3 separate regions of the Gossypium hirsutum genome follow, and regions 2 and 3 are each linked to region 1. Evidence: chromatin contacts called from public Hi-C data. All regions are on one chromosome and are shown on one strand. The core of a region is the stretch at or near the end of the contact, and the rest is flanking DNA. Distances in the headings are between cores, read along the strand shown. Region 1 holds the start of LOC121209955 (ras-related protein Rab11A). Region 2 holds the start of LOC107913415 (peroxidase 17). Region 3 holds the start of LOC107888821 (40S ribosomal protein S6).

Region 1 (3,754 bases), core at 17-2,516:
TGCAATATTTAGCCATCACTTTTCTCTCAATTATCTTTAAATTGTCCCAAACACTAGACTCGGTGCTATTCATAATATTCTTTGAAACAAGTTTGGGGGAGTTGAAAAGAAGAATCAAATGCTCAAAAAATTGTAATACATACAGCAAAATACTCGTGAAATTAAAAAAAAAAGAAAAAAAAGAGAGCATATGTACTCGAAAGAAATAGATGTATAAAAGAGCATGTGAAAGCGAAATAAGTTGGTGTGTTGAAGGTAATTATTTCAAAGGTCCGATTCAAGCTGAGTCTAGAGTTTTTAGCCTAAATTTATCTATCTTTTACCTACCCCTAGCTTAGCCATGTTACAACCTATTTAAAAGAACTATTGATTCAAGTTTCTATGCTACCTACATTAGTGGAGAGAAATTGTTATGTTCAATATATGAAGGCATAAATTAAACTTAATGATTGCAGCACGAAAATATACACATTTTTCAAAGGTGTTTTCTGATAAATTCTTTTCAAATTTGTGCATTACTCAGGATGAGCAATGAATTAAGTTTGGGGGTGTGGAAACACAAAAATATACACATTTTTTCATGCCCTTTTTAACTCAAATTCATGCAATTTCGATAAAATTCTTGTAGAAAAATATATAATTATTATAAAATAATTAAATTACACTCAAAATATGAACATGTTGAATTTTAATTAATTTTATATCAAATTTTGATTAATTTTAATTCTTTTCGACAGATTCGGGCAAAGGGCGAAAAATGGCTCAACGGACATTGTTAGAAGCGCAAAACTGAGAAGCAATTTTGAAGCATCAAGGTTACTTAATTTTTCAACCTAAGACGGTCCAAATTATGTGTATTAATTCATAATATAATTAATTTTCATTTTAATCCAATTTAATTTGGATTAAATAAATTATTATTAATTAATTATGAAAAGGGACCCAGTTGATTTGAATGGAGAAAATCGATCTAACCGAACATTGGGAAGCCCAAAACCGTCCACATGCTGACCCAATCAGCTTGCTTGGCTGATTATTTGGCTTGCAAAATGGCCCTTAAAAACTCCTCTAAATTGCATTCAAACCCCTCCACTATTTATGCCTTTCTAGATTTGCCTCTACCTTAAAATAACATATTTGAAATCTTCAAACATGCCACGTGTGGCCGGCCATGGGGGGAGTCTTTGGCTGCTTATTTTGGCTATTTTTAGCAGCCTTTTCAACCTATAAATACCCCCTTGGCTGCTCACTTCAAACACATCTCAACCCTTCTCATCTCTTCACTTCTCTCTCATTTTTCTCTCTTATTCCCTTCCATTGTTCTTCATTTTCTTCCCCTGTTTCCTTTCTGATTTCACCTCTTGAAAAAGAGTCAATCAACCACCATTTCAAGCAGTATTCAAGTGTTTGTAGAAGCCCCGGTTCGGCAAGAACAAGCAGAGAAGGAGGAGTAGAGCAAACTAGTCAAGCTAATGAGAAAATACCAGATTTGATTCTTGTTCCCTGTCCTTTTAATTTTTTTGTTGTTATGATAAACATGTCTATGAATATTTGTCATGTTGAATAGTTTATTTATTTGATATGGCTTGAATTTAATTTGTGTTAGGTTGATTGCATTTCATCTACTTGAGTTATTAAAATTGTGTTTGTGTGGTTATGGGCCTTGGTAAGATGTTTGATTAAGTAAAACCATGACCAAGTTATTCTTTCATTACAATTGTAAGGTAACCAATGAATTAGTTATTTAAACTGATTGAAATTGTAATTAATTGACGCAATACTTAATTAGTGCATGATTAATCATCTAAGGTAACTAACGACGATGAAAACAAATTTTTAATAGATAATTTTTTTATTAATATAGACATAAATCTAATGATTTTTAAATCATTTGATTTTATAATTAGACAATTATTTTTTTGAAAATGTGTTGTAAATTTTATTTAAAATATTGTGAAGTAATTTTTTAAAAAAATTATAAACCTAATATAATATTATCTAAAAATTACGTATATGAAATATTAAGTGAAAAATGTATTTCAATAAGTGAAAAACATTTTAAATTTTTTTTTCACACGTTTATAGCACCATATGTTTTGAAATGTTTATATAAACAATCAAATAGGTTTATCACACAAGTATGCAAATTAATATATTATATAAAAAAGTATAACTATAATTTAATAAATTCATTATATTTTACTCATGTATTTAAAAATTAATTAAAAGTAAGCTTAACATTTACTTGTTTTTAAAAAATTATTTACCTTTATCTCTCAGTTAAATTTATATGAAAATGTAATAAAACTTTAATTTCAAATATGAAATAATTTTTGTCAATTTTTTATATATGACTATTGAACTCCTAGATTGCTTTTATGAAAAAGATATTTATTTTTCGATTTCTTTAAATCTATAATTTACTTATTAATTTTATATTTTAACATATATGTATAAGTTTAATATTTATTAATTTTAATACTATTTTAAAAATATTTTAATAACATATGCGATTTTAATATATTATTTGTCAATTACTTATAAAGGTTTAACTTATATTATTTGTAAATTCATTATATTTAAAAAGTATTAATTTAAATTAATTTAAAAAATTTAAATTATAAAATACAATAATGGTATAAAAAGTTTAATGTATATTTTTTTATTTTACAAGTTATCAAAAAAATCGTCATGTGTCTTTTTTTTAAATGTTTATTTTTTAAAATATTTTAATATATCTTATAATATAATTGTGAACTTACATAATCTAAAAACTTCACCTTAAATGTATGAAATTACAAAAAGGGTTTATATTTGGTTGGTTGAAAGCAAACGGATTAATGTCTGCTACTCACTGGATTATCATCTCATATGTAGTCTAAATCCTGATCCACCGAATCCCTCCTCTCCTTCCTAATGAACAAATTGTCTTTCTCATCAATTATTTAGATTTTAGACTTTCACTTTGCCTTTCACAAGACAATAATCTAAAACTCAACGTTACCAACTGTGTCCTTCGGCTCTTAGCTATATTTCAGGCCGAAACAAAACAAAACAAAACCAAATCAAGTGAAATAAACAAGACTTAGAAGTAGAATTAGAAGGGAAAATGGCTAGTGGAGGAGGGTATGGGGACCCAAGCCAGAAGATTGACTACGTTTTCAAAGTAGTCTTGATTGGTGACTCTGCCGTCGGTAAGTCTCAGATTCTTGCTCGGTTTTCCAGAAATGAGTTTAGTTTAGATTCCAAGGCCACCATTGGAGTTGAGTTTCAGACTAGAACTCTTGTTATTGAACACAAGAGTGTCAAGGCTCAGATCTGGGACACTGCTGGTCAAGAACGGTACTTTTTTTCTTACTACTACTACTACTACTACTACTAAGCTTTTTAGCTTTTCATGAAGATTTGTTTATTTCTCCTTTTTGCTGAAAGCTTTTTGGGTTTTTCTTCTTTTCTCTTGGTTCTTTCATAGATCTGTAGTTTGTGGACAGAATTATAAGCTTTCAAAGAAAAGCTGTTTGAAAATGTAAAAGGATTTCAGAATCCTGGTACTGAGCGCTTGTTTGCTAGATTTACTGTTCACTGACAAGACATGGTTTAGTTAGTTACCATGATTGTGTTAGTTCGGAGGTGAAAATGTTTTCAATTTCGATCAGGATTGGATTGGATGTTTGATAGATAAATGATATAGTTACTGTTGATATTTATTTTTAACTTATGATGATGATCTGGATAAAAAAATTTACATGGTGCT
Region 2 (4,269 bases), core at 704-3,203, 170 kb after region 1:
TATTGAGAATATGCCTCAAAATTCTTATAAAATATAATCTTTTCAAAAAAAAACATTGATGTAAGACAAAAATTTTAACATTTTCATAAAAAGTACTTAATAAATAAAAGAAAGCAACACAAAACATATAACAGTTAATGTTAATGTTAATTATCTATAACTTAAAAAAAAACATTAACAAAATTAAGACATATTCTTATAATATATAATAGAATTAAAACAACAAAGATGAACACATGATATGGGTGTCGTAATCGCATTTGTAAATTTATATTATTCGACAAAATCATTATTTTATATCATATAATTTATATTGCGTTTAATATTATCCACTATCTCACGCACTTTTAGCCAATTTGTTCGACTTGCCTCTTTTGGTCGTGACAAAGGCTGAAAAGCCCTCTAAATTTTTGACACCATGCAAATGCTTTCTCAACAATCTCATCATTTTTCACCCAATAAATAAAGAAAATTATCTGCCCTCTCTCTTTAATTCTTTATCTTCAATTTTGTCTAAATGGATTTTTTTTTCATCCTATTCTGTTATTTAAATATTTTTAATGTTATAAATTAATTGGATACTAATTTAATTGAATATAATAATTTTCTTAACCTTTTCATATATAAAAAAGTTTATTTTAATTTGTCATTTAATTTTTCATCTTTTTTAATATTTAAACTTGTATTATTTATCAAATCACCTTAAAATGAATGAAAAATTTAATATTTGTTAATTTTACTGCATGTAAATTGCCACGTTAACAATTAATTAATTTTTAAAAATATTAAAAAATAATTTTTTATATATTTTTATACTTTTTAAATAAATATAATAATATTTTTGAATTTTTAAAATTTTAAAAAATAATTATTTATTGATGTTGGATTCACATGTATATCACGTCGGTAAAGTTAATAAACATTAATTTTTATTTATTTATTTTGGAGTTATTTGACAAACAATATAAATTTAAAGACTAAAAAAATTAAAAAAATTAAATAAAAAATTAAAATAATTTTTTTATAAATTTAAAAGTTCAAATAAATTATTATACCATATTATTGAAAAATTACCGAACGATCAGAATTATTATTTACAATAATTTTATTTTAAAAATATCATTGCATAAATATTTTTATTTTTTTCATTCGCATAGTAAATCTACCATAAGAGTAGTTTTAGTTTAGATAACTGAACAAATTTATCAATCCGTTTTTTTACTATGGTAATTGCATTATCGCACTTTTCAGTTCATTTTAGTTTAAAAGTAACTCTGATGAAATTAAAATAAATGGTATTACTTTTTGGGTTAGTGGTTGATATATCGGTAAAGTAAATGTATTTTTTTATATTTATTTTTTAAAAATATTTTACTATATTTATAAGATACTCTATTTATAAAATTTAAAAATTTCACTAAAAATAGGAAAAATATTTTTTTCCAAATTTAATATCTTCTTAAATAGAGAGAATAGTACTGTTTGTCTTATCCATACAAAATCTTTTTGGATTTCAGTTGATATAAACTTATAAAAGAAAAGAATTTGTTAAAAAACGCATATAGTTAGTAATTTTTAAAAATTAAGAATTTAGTTTATGTATTTTTATTTTTAAGAATATAATTGTTTTTTTAATTTTTAAATTTAGGTTAATTACTTTTTGTTAATTTCAGGTTAAATATAAAATATTTTTTAATTACATAATTATTAAATGAGTAATTTTTTATTTTAGAATATCAAAACAATAAATTTAATAAAAAAATTAGCATTGGAATTAAATCTTAAAATTAAAAAAAAGTAAAAGAAACTAAATTGCAAATAGATAAATTAATTTCTTAATTTTTGAAAAATACAGAATTATAGGAAAAAAGTTTGTAGTAATTTTTCTTTATCATTGTTCTCTCTGTACATCAAATGATAAAAGAACATCTATTTAAATCTTAAATTCACATCCGTTCCGAATTCCATCTTTAAACAACTCACATCTCGTATCCCTTGTTAAAAAGATTTATCATATAGAAACCAACCAACACTATCATATCCCACCCATAGCTCCACGATATAATACATTCAACAAGTTTAAGAAGCCATTCAGAAAAACCTAAGTTGGTCTATTAATTTCAGACAAACCCATCCACCCTAGTCCCTCACCTCAAAAAAAAAAATGTCTCTCTATCCTTCAGTGCTGTTTGTCCTACTAGTGACAATGGCGGCCGCAGAGACTCTCCGACCAGGGTTTTACGCTCAAACATGTCCAGAAGCAGAAGCGATAGTGAGATATGAGATGATGAAGGCCATGATTAGGGAACCGAGAAGCGTTGCCTCCGTCATGCGCTTTCAGTTCCACGATTGTTTCGTTAATGTAAAAAAACCTTTTTTCACCCAAAAAAAAAAAAACTACACATATATGTTTTAATACGGCAAGCTACCAATAATTTGTTTGCCTTTCTTCCCCTTTGTGTGTTACAGGGTTGTGATGCTTCTTTGCTGCTAGATGATACGCCAAACATGCTTGGGGAAAAACTAGCTCTTTCCAATATAAATTCGCTAAGATCATTCGAGGTTGTGTATGAGGTGAAGGAAGCCTTGGAGAAGGCTTGTCCGGGCATCGTTTCTTGTGCGGATATCATAATCATGGCCGCCAGAGATGCTGTTGCTCTCGTAACTATTCCTACCTTTCTTATCTTCCTATTTTATTATTCTTAAAAATATACGCAACACTTTTTCTTCTTTTTATTTATATAAAAAGCTATATGTTAAACATTTTGCCAGAAATTCAGCATGAATGGGCGCCTTTTGTCCCAACTTTGTCAACTAGGGCGATTGATAAACTTAAAATATTGCCATAAATTATTATAATCTTAGCCCCATCCAGCTTTTGTAAGAAGAATATTTTTTTCCACTTAATGTTCAAAAAAATAGCAAAGATTAGTGATGTTACAAAAATTAAAACAATAGTAGCATTACTTTTTCCATAAAAAAATAGTAACATTTCTTGCACTTAACGTTTCACAGTCATCAGTTACGAAGTAATTATAGTATTGTAGCTGTTAAGTCCACTTGCTTTTCCCTCTTTTTGCCTTCCCCAATAGCCGTTTTTCATTTTATTTTCTTTAATCTTAAAAAATTTCACGAAAATAAAAGAAAAAAGATTGCATGTGCTGGGTTTACTCATTTGTGGCCCTCCCAGCCCAACAGATCTGGTCCGGCTTGGATACGACTTGTATTTTTTGTTCAATTTGACTTGCACTGAATTCTAAAAATTTAATTCTAAAAAGATATTAATATTAATATAGGTTTCTTGAGCCTTAAAATCTTTTAAATTTGGACTACAACTCATGTACATATATATTTAGTAGGGATTTGAACCTCTAGATTATCCTAACTTCTTAATCCTTCTATTTTTGGTTATCAAGTAATTAATTCTACTTAGTGGAGTGAAAAAACCCTTGGAAGTTTGACAGTAGCAGATATTACTAATTGTATTTTGTTTTAAGCTAACTTTGTTAGTAACTTTCTAAGCCTTTTGCTTTACAATTTAGAGACTTTCGACTTAGGATACGAATCTGATTAAATTAACTCATTTATTATTAAAAAATAATTAAATAAATCTAAATTTAAATTATTTTGTTTGGAATAAAAATGTAAATGAAAAAAATATTAATTTTTATATTATTTTAAGTAGTAAATATTAACTTTGTTTGATTCTTTTTAATAGCATATAAATTATATTAATTCGAGAAATATATTGGGTTCTCCATTATGATTTTGTGTAATTCACCTAATGGAGTGGAGGAGTTGGAAATTTTTTTTTGAGGTCAGAATTAAATTGTATAATTTGTATAATTTTACGATAATAAAAATATAATTTTACCATTTTAATAGAGTATATATATGATCTTTATAAAATTTTATAAATTATAAAAGTGATAAATGAAAATCTTTGGGGACCCCGGCTCCCCCACTGATTTTTCACCGGAACTGATGTGGTTGGAGTGTGAGTTAATGCAGGCAGGGGGACCCGACTGGGTGGTGAGGCTAGGAAGAAAAGATAGCTTGACAGCCAGTCAAGAGGATTCCGACAACATAATGCCAAGCCCAAGAGCTAACGCAACTTCTCTCATCGATCTCTTCACCAAATTCAATCTATCCGTCAAGGATCTGGTAGCCCTCTCAGGCTCACACTCCATTGGAGAAGCAAGGTGTTTCTCAATCATGTTCAGGCTCTACAACCAATCAGGCTCCGGCAAGCCTGACCCTGCCATCGAA
Region 3 (4,024 bases), core at 1,167-3,666, 220 kb after region 1:
ATTGAGCAAATACTGTGGAATGATGCTGAAAGCAATCTCAAAACCGATCACCTAGTTCGGTCACTTGAGTTTTCGACCAAGTTCTATACGTTATCATTCGATTTTTTACCGGCCTGTTCATTTTCCAGTTAAATTACTATAGTTGAACCATAGAACTGATCAGTTCCCAGTTGAACCAGCCTGTTAGGTCCGGTTTCAACAAGTGAGGCCTTTGGATGTTACGATATTGAATATAAAAAAATTCATGAAATAAATAGAGGAATAGGTAAGCATCCAAAACATAATGTCATGAAAACTTAAAAGCATTGTCAAGTCAAAATCACCTCAACCTATAATGAGATTTTAGAATCAACATTCAAAACCGAAGAAAATACCAATCCTTGTATGTGGTACAATTAAGCTGCAATGGATGGCTTAGAAGCAGCAGAGAGCCTAGATCTCTTCTTGGCCAAGCTCTCACTCCTGCGCTCACGCTGTTCCTTCAACCTCTGGGCAAGGAGCTTCTGGTATTCAGCAGCATCAGCCTTGGCCTTTGCAACTCTCTTCTTCTTCTCTGCAATTCTGCCACGCTTCCTCTGCAAGGTCAACGGAGTCACCAACCTCTGAATTTTGGGAGCCTTGCTTACTTTTTTACCTGCATTCCAAAAAAGTGTTATTTATTTTCAACTAGGGGAGCAACTACCATCATTAACTTATTTATGAAAAGTAAATCATTGACCAAAACTCATTCCCCAGGAAACTCAATGAAGCACAAACAAATATTTAGTACTCACCAGATTTGGTTGTAAAGGTTCGGCGATATGTATTAACATATTTCCGAACATCATCTTCCTTAGAGAGGTTGAACAACTTCCGGATTTTCGAAGCTCTCTTTGGACCCCTCATTCTTGGCTTCTCAGTGTCGGTCAATCCAGGAAGATCATTTTCACCCTTCTTAACAATAACCAAGTTCAGAACTGAAAGATCTTGACTAACAATGCATCCGCGAACTGACTTCCTCCTTCGCTCTCCATTTCTCCTACCATACCCACGGAAGCAGGGAGTACCTATTCAAAGAAAAACAATTGGTCAACAAGTAAAAAACATTTCTATACAAACAAACAAATGCAACTAATTTGCAGTCTACAGACCTCTGTGAAGCAAAAGACGAACACGGCCTGGAGTCAGAACTCCTTGCTTCATTGGAAAACCTTGCTTGTCACAGCCTCCCATTATCTTGAACACATAGCCCTTAAACTCCTGTTAAATGATATGAGATAAGAGCAAACTGCAGTTAAGATGGCCAGATTCAAAAGCATAAATTTGATAAAGAGAAACTAAAAGTAACTTGGAAACATACCTCGCCAAGGGCATCACCACTGACTTCTTGGGAGATCCTCTTGTCAAAGAAGGCTCGGCTGCAATATCAAAGTTCCAAGGTCAGAAATTTTTCTTCCTCAGGAACAAATACGCTCGCAGTACCTCGCCCCAAGACGCTAAATGTAATAAGCATACTGTTAAAACTATGGTTAAAGGGTACAACACAGTTGAATTTCCTTCGCATTGTGGTAGCTTGACAAGAACTAGTCCCAAAAGGAAACCTAACTTAAAAAATATATGGCAAGAGAAAATAATTACAAAATGTATTATGCTAGCTCATTTTTTGGGAAGTATAAACAACTTTTGCCTTCCACTTTGCTTTACAAATTCTATTATTAGCAAAAAATTCATATAAATTTCATTAACCTACTTTCTACCTTTGAATTTGCTTCTTCCACCCATATTTTGCGCATCTCTAAATACTCTAAAAATTCAATCTCACTCAATACGAAAAGAAGCATGAAAACTCAACTGGGTGTTTTCGCCTTTCAAAATATAAGACTAATATTGAAATTTAGAGCAACAAAATAAAATTAAACCAAACAATTTAAAACCAAAAAACAAAAAAAGAGAAAAGAAAATTACAGTTTCTGGTCATCGTCAATTTCCAGCTTCTTCTGGCAGCCAGTAGTCGGATTTGCAATATTGAACTGAAACAAACAAATGAAGAGAATCAACAAAAACCCAAAAGGGACAGAAATATCTTCTTTTTCCTTAATAAAAAGAAGCGGAAAGAGGGGTAAAACCTTCATTTCTGTTTGATGGTTGTTTAGAAACTAGACCCTGGGGAGAACTGCCGCCGCCGAGACTGCTGCTGCTCTCTTGCTAACTTAAGGTTTCGAGGGTTAGGGTTTTCGGGGAGGTTTAAATATAAAGGAAAATAATCTGGTGTTATTAGGGAAGTCTGTAAGTTGGTCCGAGTCAACCCAGATTCACGAACATGGATATTTTGTGGGTTCGGATTTACTTACTGCTCATTGTAAGCCCAAAGTAAAATTTGATCTATCAGACCTGTTAATCCGTGGATGTAGCAAAAAAAATTAATTTAGATTAATGGTAGTGTAATTATTAAGATAGCAATTATATTATAAAGTATGTAAAATGTAATTATATAATCATATAATTTTAAATTTTAAAAAATATTAATTATTTTTAAATTATTAATAATAAAAAAATTCTTTAAATAAATAACAATTAAAATCAAATCATTTTAAATAATACATTAGTCTAATAAAATATTTAACAATACAATTATCAATAAAATTAACAAGAAAATAAATATCTCATACAATTTTATCTAATTACTCTAACATTCCATATTTATTAAAATATTCTCTCCAACATTAAAAATATACTTATTGTTATCATCATTAGGTCATTCACCAAGTACGAATAATTAATAATAAATACTATGCAATTTTAATTAGATTCAGTATAAATAAATTATAATATATATACTACTGGTTTGTTTCTTGTTCAGGTTTATCTTGATATTATTTTTTTAAAAAAAATTAGAATATATATATTTTCTCAAATAGTAATAAAAATTAGAAATATATTTTCTCTTATTGTATTTATTTATAAAATCTTCGAAATATAAAAATAATAATTTTTTTGATAATTTTTTTCTACAAAATAAAATGTATAATTGCTTAAATAATTTATTTTATTTTTTATTGAAATATAATTTTTTAGAACAAATAAAAAATAATAGAGTCTAATTTTGTAATTTTAATAAAGGAATTTTTTTAAATTTTAAAAGTCTGGAAAGAATAAGTACTTAATTTAGGAATATTGAGTACTTTAAAATAATTTAACAAAAGATGGATTGGTTTAAAAAGGAATTTACCCATTCGTAAAAGTTATAAATCTTTATTTTATTGAGTTACGTTCATTTGGCATAAGATCGGTTATTCTAATTGAATGAAAGAATATTTTTTTTTTCAAAATTATTAGTTCAATTTGATAAAAAATTAATATAATGGATGTGATTAAAATAAATAATTTGTATATAGCAGTTAATTTAAGAAAATAGTCATATAATGATGATGATATGCGTCAATTAATATTTGGTTTTAATTTTATACATAAATAACATTTTTGTTATTGATATCTTCACCTACATAATTTTAATTAATAATAAATTTAATTATCTTAAATTTATAAATAATATTATTTGAAAATTTTCAAATATTTAATAGTTTTATAAAATTAAATTTTAATCCATTAATATATGTGCTTTATCTTTGATGCCCAACTTTGGGGTATTTTGGATGCCCTTACCTTTCTTATAGAACAGGGAGTGGAAAAATTTTGATACATACAGATAATCTCGAGGGGTGGTGCAAGCAATAACAACGAACATTCCAACTATTTCTTCCTCAGCTCTGGTGAGGCGAATCCAAAAGTTACTACAGAATAAAAAATATTGGGTGGTTTGAGTTATATGTATTTAAGCAAATGGTGCTTTTGATATTGTATGACACAATTGAGTCCTTTTAATTTTTATTTCACCAAAAAAAATAATGTAATATTATTTTAAATTATATTCCATTTTGAAAATAACAAAAATATGGAGGTAAATAACACAATTACCGTGTTTCATCACAATTAAGTATGTCATGTATCAATAACTTAAGCCTCCATGTCACTTGAGACATAAGAC

Evidence for each region. Hi-C and Micro-C count contacts between places; a contact is called where the count stands out from the background.
Region 2: a Hi-C map of leaf shows a contact between it and region 1, with 1.8 times the contacts expected there. The contact joins the promoter of LOC107913415 here to the promoter of LOC121209955 in region 1. A contact is called at or near these places in 3 of 34 Hi-C or Micro-C datasets (all in leaf).
Region 3: a contact with region 1 is called in a Hi-C map of leaf, with 4 times the contacts expected there. The contact joins the promoter of LOC107888821 here to the promoter of LOC121209955 in region 1. A contact is called at or near these places in 7 of 34 Hi-C or Micro-C datasets (anther, hypocotyl and leaf).

Annotation. Positions count from the first base shown.
Region 1 is chrA11:49,094,495-49,098,248 of Gossypium_hirsutum_v2.1, forward strand. It overlaps LOC121209955 (ras-related protein Rab11A), which reads left to right and starts at 1,267. Exons shown (of 2, transcript XM_041081996.1): 1 at 1,267-3,342. The coding sequence starts at 3,110.
Region 2 is chrA11:49,261,249-49,265,517 of Gossypium_hirsutum_v2.1, forward strand. It overlaps LOC107913415 (peroxidase 17), which reads left to right and starts at 1,954. Exons shown (of 3, transcript XM_016841989.2): 1 at 1,954-2,362; 2 at 2,470-2,661; 3 at 4,012-4,269. The coding sequence starts at 2,165.
Region 3 is chrA11:49,315,332-49,319,355 of Gossypium_hirsutum_v2.1, forward strand. LOC107888821 (40S ribosomal protein S6) reads right to left here and starts at 2,417. Exons shown (of 6, transcript XM_016813050.2): 1 at 2,106-2,417; 2 at 1,945-2,009; 3 at 1,340-1,397; 4 at 1,131-1,239; 5 at 774-1,046; 6 at 227-634. The coding sequence starts at 2,111. The coding sequence ends at 396.